Linked DNA regions of Mus musculus: region 1 is linked to region 2. Evidence: chromatin contacts called from public HiChIP or PLAC-seq data. All regions are on one chromosome and are shown on one strand. Each heading gives the region's core, a stretch centred on a gene start, on an enhancer-like site or on the middle of the called end of the contact. The rest is flanking DNA. Distances are from core to core; before and after follow the strand shown. Region 1 overlaps Nkiras2 (NFKB inhibitor interacting Ras-like protein 2). Region 2 overlaps Acly (ATP citrate lyase).

Region 1 (4,354 bases), core at 555-3,054, 130 kb after region 2:
ACAGCTGGAGTTAGCACAGAGAAAGGCACTTAAGGTGAGGAAATGCCTCCATAAGATCCTGCTGTGGGGCATTTTCTCAATTAGTGATCAAGAGTGGAGGGCCCCTTGTGGGTGGTGCCATCCCTGGGCTAGTAGTCTTGGGTTCTATAAGAAAGCAAGCTGAGAAGCAAGCCAGTAAAGAACATCCCTCCATGGCCTCTGCATCAGCTCCTGCTTCCTGCCCTGCTTGAGTTTCAGTCCTGACTTCCTTTGATGATGAACAGCAATGTGGAAAATGCAAGCTGAATCAACCCTTTCCTCCCCAACTTGCTTCTTGGTCATGATGTTTTGTGCAGGAATAGAAACCCTGACTGAGACAGGGTGCTGGCATGATTCCCAGTTGTGCGCATTTGCCAAGAGGTAGTTTAGGAGCTAGAAGGCCGGGAAGATCATTGGAGAGGGTCTTCAACCCACACAAGAGGTAGTGGGCCACATGATAGGAGAGCTCAATCGCTGAGTCTTCTTCTTGGTTTACTAGGTTCCCTCCTAGCACATGAAGCGCGGTCTAGTTTTCCTTCTCTGGGGCTCTGTGTTCTTGCTAGTCCTCCAGAAGTCCTCTGGGAACTGCATCCTCCCCAGCTGTTGGCCAGAAACAGCTGATGGCTACACCTGGTCCTGAGCCACTGCATGCCGACAGTCCCTGTTCTCATCTGTCCTCTCCAGGTCACCATCGTGGTCCTTGGCAACAAGTGTGACCTGCAGGAGCAGCGTCGCGTAGACCCTGACGTGGCCCAGCACTGGGCCAAGTCCGAGAAGGTGAAGCTATGGGAGGTGTCGGTGGCTGACCGACGCTCCCTCCTAGAGCCTTTCATCTACCTGGCCAGCAAGATGACCCAGCCGCAGAGCAAGTCTGCCTTCCCCCTCAGCCGCAAGAACAAGGGCAGCGGCTCCTTGGATGGCTGAATAGCTGCCCTTCTTGCTTCACCATTCCAAGCCCATTCCGGGATGGGTGGCGAGCACAGGGTGCATAAGCAAGCTGTTCTTCCCAGTCGGTAGGGGAGTGACCCTCTAGGACAGGAAGCTGGGCTGGCCCAGGCCAGTGCCACCTTTGTCCTCTCTTAACTCCAAGAAGTGCAAGTGAACTTGATTGTTGGCCCTCCCTTGACCTTCCATAATAGTTCCCACCCCTCCCCCAGCTGACCATATTTTCTCCACTGTCACCTAGACACTTATGGGTTAGTGTCCCTTCCATCTGCCTGGTGCAGGAAGCAGGGCCGTCATGCCAACGCGCCCAGTCCAGGATCTGCCTCCTATCAGGGATCCCAACTCTGAATTTCCTGCCACTAACATACACACAGTACCAGCCTTAAAACAAAAGACTAGGTACTGTAAGCATACATTTGTGCGAGCTGGCTTAGGGTTGGTTCCTCATCCTCCACCCTGACCTTTCCTCTGGCCTGTTCAAGGCCTGGTAAAGTCAGGCTCCTGGGAGTGGCATTTCCTGTTTGACCTCTACCCATCTCCCAGTTGTTTCACTTCCTCTTCCTGTTCCAGGAGCAGAGGTCTTATTGGCTGAGGTAGAGTGGAGTGATGACTGGGCTGTCACATGCCCTGAGACTTAGCAAGACTCTTCTCCCCTGAGCGTCAGTCTTCTCGTATGTGAGTTGACAGAAGCTTGGATGTCACCTAGAGCCACGGGTAGCGCTGTGACTTTTCTAAAGCTGGTGGCTTGGGCCTCCTGTGTGTCTTCTGCCCCTGCTCCACCCTCTTTAAGGTGCTACACCTACCGGCCCTGGAGGCTGGACGGCCTCTCTTAACCACCAGGGGGCAGGGGTGCACTCTGCTCAGTGCTGCGAGCGAGCGGCTGTCTATTAACCTGCCCAACAGGGTAGTGTCCATCCCTCCTGGTTGGTTTTGGCTAGTAGCTGGACTTTATATTTATACTCTCTCTGTATTTATGCACCTGCTGCTCTGGTGAAGGTGGGATAAGCCGCGCCCCCAGCCCTTCTTTCTTACCTCAGATGCCTGAAGAGAACCAGGCAGCCCAGTAGCAGCTTCCCAGGAGCTGACAAGCCTTCCATCAGAGGCTTGTGCTATCAAGTGAGCTTATCACCCACAACCTGCGGTGCCCACTCCGTGCTTCTGATGTGCACACCTCACACGGGTTAAACACTATGGCCAGGCCACCTCCAATACCCTCTCCTCCTCCTAGAACAGGCGAGGGGGGGCTGGTGCCCAGGCCTGGGCAAGGAGAGTCTGGGCACCTACAGGCTCAGGCTTGAAGTTCATTTATTGATGTGTTGGACACAATAAAACCACAACTGCTATTATCAAAAAGTTTCCCGTCCCCTACCCCTTTTCTTGTCCCATTGGAAATATCTTTCAAAAAAAGGGGGATATAGGTGGATCCTGGTGAAATCCCATGTCGAATGGGGGAATGGCACTGGCTTTGGTGACATGAAAGTTGATCTTGAGGGTTTACTGGACCATGTACCAGCCCGAAACGCCACACTTGGGATGGCCAGACCCAGTGTGGAATGGAGAGTCCCTAGGCTGAGGGAGACCCAGAGCCCCTTTAGAGTTGGGGTTCAAGAGAAACCACTGAAAGGCTAAGATAAGAAGAGCTGTAGTGCCGGGTGTGGTGGTGCACGCCTTTAGTCCCAGCACTCGGGAGGCAGAGGCAGGCAGATTTCTGAGTTCGAGGCCAGCCTGGTCTACAAAGTGAGTTCCAGGACAGCCAGGGCTATTGTGTCAAAGCCAGACCAGGCAGGGTGGTGTGTGCCTTTAGTTCCGTTACTTAAGAGGCAGAGGCAGGTAGATTTTTTGAGTTTGCCAGCCTGAGCATACAGTCCCAGACCAGCCAGGATGACACAGTCAGGCCCAGCCTGAACACCACTTTTCCCTTCAAGCCCCACCCCCACGAGCAGATGGCGCGTCATCTCAACTCTGCCTCACTTTCACAGTACATTTTTTAAGAACTTTGGGGCCTCTTATCTCTATGGCCCTTTGCCATACATACCCTGTAGTCTACTTGTGGTTGTTTTGGTGTTTGAGACAGTGTCTAGCTATATGGCTCAAACTGACTTTGAACTCGTAATCCAGGCCCTAGGATTGCAGGAATGCACCACCATACCTGGCTACCCCATGGTAAATATGCCTGATAGGTTCCAGCCCACTTCAGTTTGAGATCCCTGTCTCTAGTGATTGTCCAGACCGCTCTAGAACATGGCAGGAGAGGCTGGCCCTTGGGAGCTAAAATGCTGTCAGCTCTGTGTACGTCTCTAGTTGGGGTCTGGGTATGAGAGCACCATGAGACTGGGGCTGTGGTTTTTGCATAGATCTTTGGGATTTGTTAAATCATAGATGCAGGGCAGCCTAGGGCTGGCCCAGGAAAGGAGGGTAGTGGTGGTCCTCAGAGCCAGGGGACTGGAGAACCCCAGTCTGAGTGAAGGGCAGCTACCCAGGTTGGGTGGGAACCCGGAAACTGCAAAAGGCAGTCTCTGTGGGATGTGGAGACAAGTGTCTGACTGGAAGAGATAGGATGTGGCCATTCTGAGTCCACTAATAGGGAGCAAAAAGGATGGGTCCTGCAGCAGGGCGGACAGCTCCTGCTGGAGAACGAAACAGAGCTGGGCCCAGGACAGGAGCTGGGAAGAGGGTAGCAGCTGCTGTTGCAGCAGGCCGGAGGGTCAGGGGCCCTGGCAGGGCACAGATGGCAGCAGCTGTGGTGGGCAGCGGACCAGGCAGGAAGCGGGCTGCCAGCGTCTTGGTGAGTTGCTTCTGCAAGGCCAATTTAGACTACAATAAAAACAGAAATGGAGAGGGTCTCTGATACCAGAGAAGCCCGCCCCCTCCCTGGGACACATCCAGGAGCCTTTTTGCCTCGGGGACGTGCCTTTTAGAGTTCTAAGTCTAACCTCCTCCCTCCCGCCCCCAAACAGTCATGCCAGGGGGCCTTGCTGTGCCAGCTGTCTTCCTGCCCAGCAGATGGACAGCCTCGGGACGGGCCGCACTGTGAGGGGTAGGAAGAGATGGTCTCTAGGATAAGCACACCCACCCCTGGCTTTTGCCCTTCATATTATGACCTTAGGCCCAGCCCACCCGCAGGAAATTCCTCTGGGTATGGCCCACCTCCACCCCCTAACCCTGTCCCTGCTCAGGCAGCTGCAGGACCAGCAGCCTCCCTCTTGCCACACCCCAAGCCTTTCAGCTGGCCCTGCCTCCTCCTCTCTCCCATATAGACCATGGTCCTCCTAGAGACAGGTACCTTGAGAACACTCACAGCCAGTGCTGTGTGCTTCTGCAGCTTGTTATGCTGGCTGGAGGACTTGGGGGGCTTCCCAGCCAGCCGGTCTTTGTGCCTCCGGCTGCTCAT
Region 2 (4,487 bases), core at 1,128-3,627:
TCGAATCCCCTGAAACTGGAGCTAACAGCTGGTTGTGCACAGTCATGTGGGTTCTGGGAATTAGACTCAGGTCCTCTAGAAAACCAGCCAGTGCTCTTAAGCGGAGCCATCTCTCCGGTCTCTTGTTTGTCTTTTTGAGACAGAGACTCACTATGTAGCTCTGGCTGACAAGCACCATGCTGTACAGACCAGGTTGACAGCAACATCACAGAGATGTGCCTGCCTCTGCCGCCCAAGTGCTGGGAAAAAAGGCATACGTCACCACACGCAACAATTTTTTAATTTTTATTTATTTTTAATGCGTGTATAAGTGTTCTGGCTACATGTATGTTTATTGTGTACTCCTTGTGCAATGCCTGTGGAGACCAGAAAATGGAATCGGATCCTCCAGAACTAGTTATGAGCAGATGTGAGCCATCTGCCACATCAGTGCTGGGAACTAACCAAGTCCTCTGCAAGATCTGTAAGTGCCGTTAACCTCTGAGCCTTACTTCGAGCCCCAGCTGCTGGTTTTTAAGCAGGATTTCATGTAACTGGGGCTGGCCTTGAACTCACCATGTAGCTAAGGACAACCTTAGACTCCTGATCTTGCCTCTCCTTCCTAACTGTTGGTACTGCAGGCTCATAACACACCACCAGCTCTTCTCCCTTTACTTTCAGTTTTTATGTAACCCAGACTGCCTGGAACTCACTATACCTTAATCTGTGACAATCTCTCAGTCTCAGCTTTTTGCCTGCTGGAATTGGAGGTATGAGTCACCATGCCTGGCTCAATTTTTAAAAATTATTAATTATTATTAATGTTTTTTTAAAACAGGATTTTCTTGTGCAGCTCTGACCTGGAATTCACTCTTGTAGACTAAGCTGGCCTTGAACTCAGAGATCTGCCTCTGCTTCCCAAATGCTGGGATTAAAGGCTCATGCCACCACCTCCACCCTTAATAAATTATTTTTAGAGGCACAAGAAAAAAAGTTTACCCCTTCCTGTTTTGCTGAGGACTTTATAGTCCCAACAGTATTAATCAGCCTGTAAACTAGAGAGAAACCCAGCAACAATCAGCATTTAAATACACACAAATTCTAGGTCAGTAGGGGTCCTGTACAGAGGCTTGAGGCAGCCAGGGCTGAGGCTAGCCCAGCCTTATCTCAACACAAGCCAGCACAGGGCCACAGGGCCCTCACCCGAATCCCTAGACCCATTCTCCCACCCTCCTTATCTCCCAAGTGTCTCTTGGCTGCTCAGAACAATCCTCTTGAGACAGGCTTTCTAATAGCAGGGAAGACTTTAATGAACCGAGCAGGCTGGGCATGGTGGTTCACATTTTTAATCCCAGAACCGGGGAGACAGAAGTAGGCAGTGGTCTACAGAGTGCAAAACCCTCATTGAATAACAGGGAAAAGGCTATGATGGTACAAAGAGGCTACAGGAATGCAGCCACTAGCCAGAAGGGAAAGGTCCCTCGATTGTCTTCCCCTTTCAACTCCCCGAATGACCTAGGGAAGGAAACCAGCCATTGGGGGACATTCTGTGCTCCCCTAGGGAGAGCAATGCATCTCACCCAGAGGCCTCTGATATTAACCTACTGTACTACGGCACGCTTGGCTAGCCAAGATCAAGGTCTGAATAAATCCTCCTGCAGGCCAGCAGTAAGCCTCTTACTGCAAGAGTCAGAAGGCTCTTGATTCGTGAACACCTAGATTTACTGTCATCCCGGGGTTCCTATAAGACGTGGAACCTTAGAGTAAGAGCTGCCACATAATCCAGTCTCATCCTTTCTAGCCCAGGAAATTGAAACAGATATCCACATAGATGGTGGTCCTGGGTCACCTTGGAGAGCCAGGATTACAGACTTGACAAAAACACAGTCGTGTGATAAAGGAGGCCATAAAGTAGTGAGGCTCTGACATTCCCAGGGGAGCCCCCACTGAGTCCAAGTGCCATGCTACATAGAAACCCATCTTCAGAGATAAGGACGATGCCCACCCACACCTCCTGCTTTAAAGTCAGAGTTCAAGTGCTTACCTCCTTAAGCAGAGAGAAAGCAAAGCCAAGAGGGCCACTGGCATCAGTAGCAGGAAGCCCCTCCCCTCCCTCCAACCTTAATGGCCCTACTAAGAGTGGAGGGCACTCTCCATGACCTGGTCTCCTTCCTGTCCTCTCTCTTCTCTAGCTTAAGGACCAAATGAAGGTGCCTGCCTCCGCCCGCTTCCCCTAGGGGAGGAGGGCTCCCTGGAGACTGAGTCTGTCTGTTGCTGCTCTATCAGCACAAAGGCCTCGCCTTCCAGGAAACCGTGATCGCGCTGGAGGCAGACAATGAAAGGATTAAGAGCTAGCAGAGGGGCTGGAGAGATGGCTCAGGGATAAGAGCTGGTTGTGCTCCTGCAGGGGACCTGGCTTCCCTTCCTAGCAGCCATGTCAGGTGGCTTACTTACTAAAGATACAACTGCCTGGAGCTCCAGCACCAAGGGATCCAACACCCTCTTCTGCTCTCCCAAGGCACCTGCGCTCACATCCATCACTCCTCACCCCACCCCAGCTAAGATACACTCAAGTCCACATACTTAAAAGTAAGCCTTAGGGGCTGGCGAGATGGCTTAGTGGGTAAGAGCACTGACTGCTCTTCCGAAGGTCCTGAGTTCAAATCCCAGCAACCACACGGTGGCCCACAACCATCTGTAGCGAGACCTGACGCAACTTCTGATGCATCTGAAGTCAGCTACAGTGTACTTATGTATAATAATAAATAAGTCTTTAGGCTGGAGTCAGAGGAGTTACTAGAGCAAGCAGGACTGACTGGAGTGAGCAGGGTGGACCAGAGCAAGCAGAGGTCCTAATATTCAATTTCCAACAACCACATGAAGGTTCACAGTGTATTCATATACATAAAATAAATAATTAAAAAAAAAGTAAGCCTTAGAAACAAAAACTGATAGTCAGAGGGGGCCACTGTCTTTGTTTAGATATTTCTACCTTCTCTAGGGATCAGTCATCGATGAAGACTCTCTTGCCCTTACAACTGTGAATGTCAGATACACTAGGCAGAGCTCAGTGGGATAGTGGTTTGCTCAGCATGCAAGGAGGCTCTGAGTTTGGTTCCCAGTATTGGAAAAAAATCAAGTCATAAGAAAGTCCTGATACAGGTAACTGAGTAATCTACCTGATCTACCTGCTTGGTCAATGGGCAAATGTGTGTGTGAGATGTGTGTGTACCTGCACTGGAAATGTCCACTGTCAACTGTGACCTCTGACACCAAAGACCACACCCCTTCAGGTCCTGAAAAAGACAGATACTAGCTGACCTTCCTACTTTCTCTCTTCCCACCTTTCTCTGCTCTTCTATCAAACCTGGGAGAACCCTACACTGCTCTGGAGTCAGGAGCGGTGGGGCGCACACGGCTGGCGGTACTCAAGTTGCTGAAGTCGCGGCACGGAAGCAAAGCGATGAGGAGATGCAGATGAGAGTCAGGGTGGAGGTGCGGTCCCTTCCCTACAGCAGCCAGCAGTCAGATCAGAGGTATCAACTGCTCTCTGCCGCTCCCCTTTCAGCTGATGGCACCCTCTTCCCCAGGACCATCCCTGCTGACACCCCTGAGTCCCAGAGCTGTGGGCTGGCTCTCGCTCCTTCTGTCTCCACCTCCCGCCAAGGAAAGGAGCCAGAGACAGCCACACAGGGAAGAGACTGCTGTGCTGGGGCAGGTAAATTCTAAGCAGGAGAGGGAAGGGACAGAGAGCAAAGACTAGGACTCAGGGAGGGGGGGGGCACACCAAGGTGGAGACAGGAAATGTACTACACGGCACTGCAACCCACCAGGGAAGAAAGGAAGCACAGAGAAACTGGGACCCGCTAACAAAGCCACACGCAGAGTTGGGGCACAGTGGGGGCATCCTACCTTGCAGGGATCTTGGACTTGGGACTGAATCTGTTAAAGAAAATGACCAAGGCGTCTGAGTGAACTGCTGGTGGGAGGCTTTGGTGGGAGAGGGGAGAAACAGGGGACAGTTCCACAGAGAAGCCTTCCGGTGCTGTCACTGTGTCATGGCAGACAGCAGGAGTAAAGCCAACGAAAGAGGCAAAGCACCAGTGGGCAGAACAGAAGCAGGCGTGACAAAGAACCAGGGTATGGGGAGAGGGCAAGGAGAGGGACACTAGGGAAGTGCAGTCAACATTCAAGTCCCCTCTGGGTGACACTTCCACTATGGCCTTCAGGCTAGCTGAGTCACGCCCTCTCAATGAGGACCCCTCTGTCCCCAGGTAGCACAGTACAGTGACTGAACCGGTACAGTGCTGGGCCCACTCTTCTCCACTGAGGAAAAAGCTGACGCCCTGGGGACCACGGGGCAGTGACTTCTGATCTTGAGCCTTAGCGCAGCTGACCATAGGACAGAGGCTGCCAGGCCCTCATCTGCTGGAGTGTGAGCGCTGGCAGGTCATCCTGCCACTGGGATGGAGATGAGCTGGTAGCATGCACAAGGGCTAGTAGATAAG

The links. HiChIP or PLAC-seq counts read pairs in DNA pulled down with a chosen protein or histone mark.
Region 1: a contact with region 2 is called in an RNA polymerase II HiChIP or PLAC-seq map of embryonic stem cells, with 14 read pairs. The contact joins two enhancer-like sites. A contact is called at or near these places in 8 of 39 promoter capture datasets (HPC-7-derived erythroid cells, embryonic stem cells, hippocampal neurons and 3 more), 2 of 484 Hi-C or Micro-C datasets (centroblasts and embryonic stem cells), 4 of 115 datasets of contacts at active chromatin or transcription factors (the SCID.adh cell line and embryonic stem cells) and 3 of 9 other capture datasets (adipose tissue, liver and pancreatic islet).

The regions. Positions count from the first base shown.
Region 1 is chr11:100,625,292-100,629,645 of GRCm38.p6, forward strand. It overlaps Nkiras2 (NFKB inhibitor interacting Ras-like protein 2), which reads left to right. Exons shown (of 4, transcript NM_028024.2): 4 at 703-2,311. The coding sequence ends at 942. It overlaps Zfp385c (zinc finger protein 385C), which reads right to left. Exons shown (of 9, transcript NM_001373887.1): 8 at 4,247-4,354; 9 at 2,252-3,777. The coding sequence ends at 3,541. Among named protein-coding and RNA genes, the nearest start is that of Nkiras2, 4.5 kb to the left of the region's middle. Within about 2 kb of position 1,805, at least 183 of the 459 cell types and tissues checked have an H3K27ac peak or open chromatin away from gene starts, as enhancers often do. A contact at or near this core is called in embryonic stem cells and trophoblast stem cells, where this site is marked.
Region 2 is chr11:100,499,269-100,503,755 of GRCm38.p6, forward strand. The region is part of intron 13 of Acly (ATP citrate lyase); the gene reads right to left. Among named protein-coding and RNA genes, the nearest start is that of Mir7116, 23 kb to the left of the region's middle. Within about 2 kb of position 2,378, at least 33 of the 459 cell types and tissues checked have an H3K27ac peak or open chromatin away from gene starts, as enhancers often do. A contact at or near this core is called in embryonic stem cells and trophoblast stem cells, where this site is marked.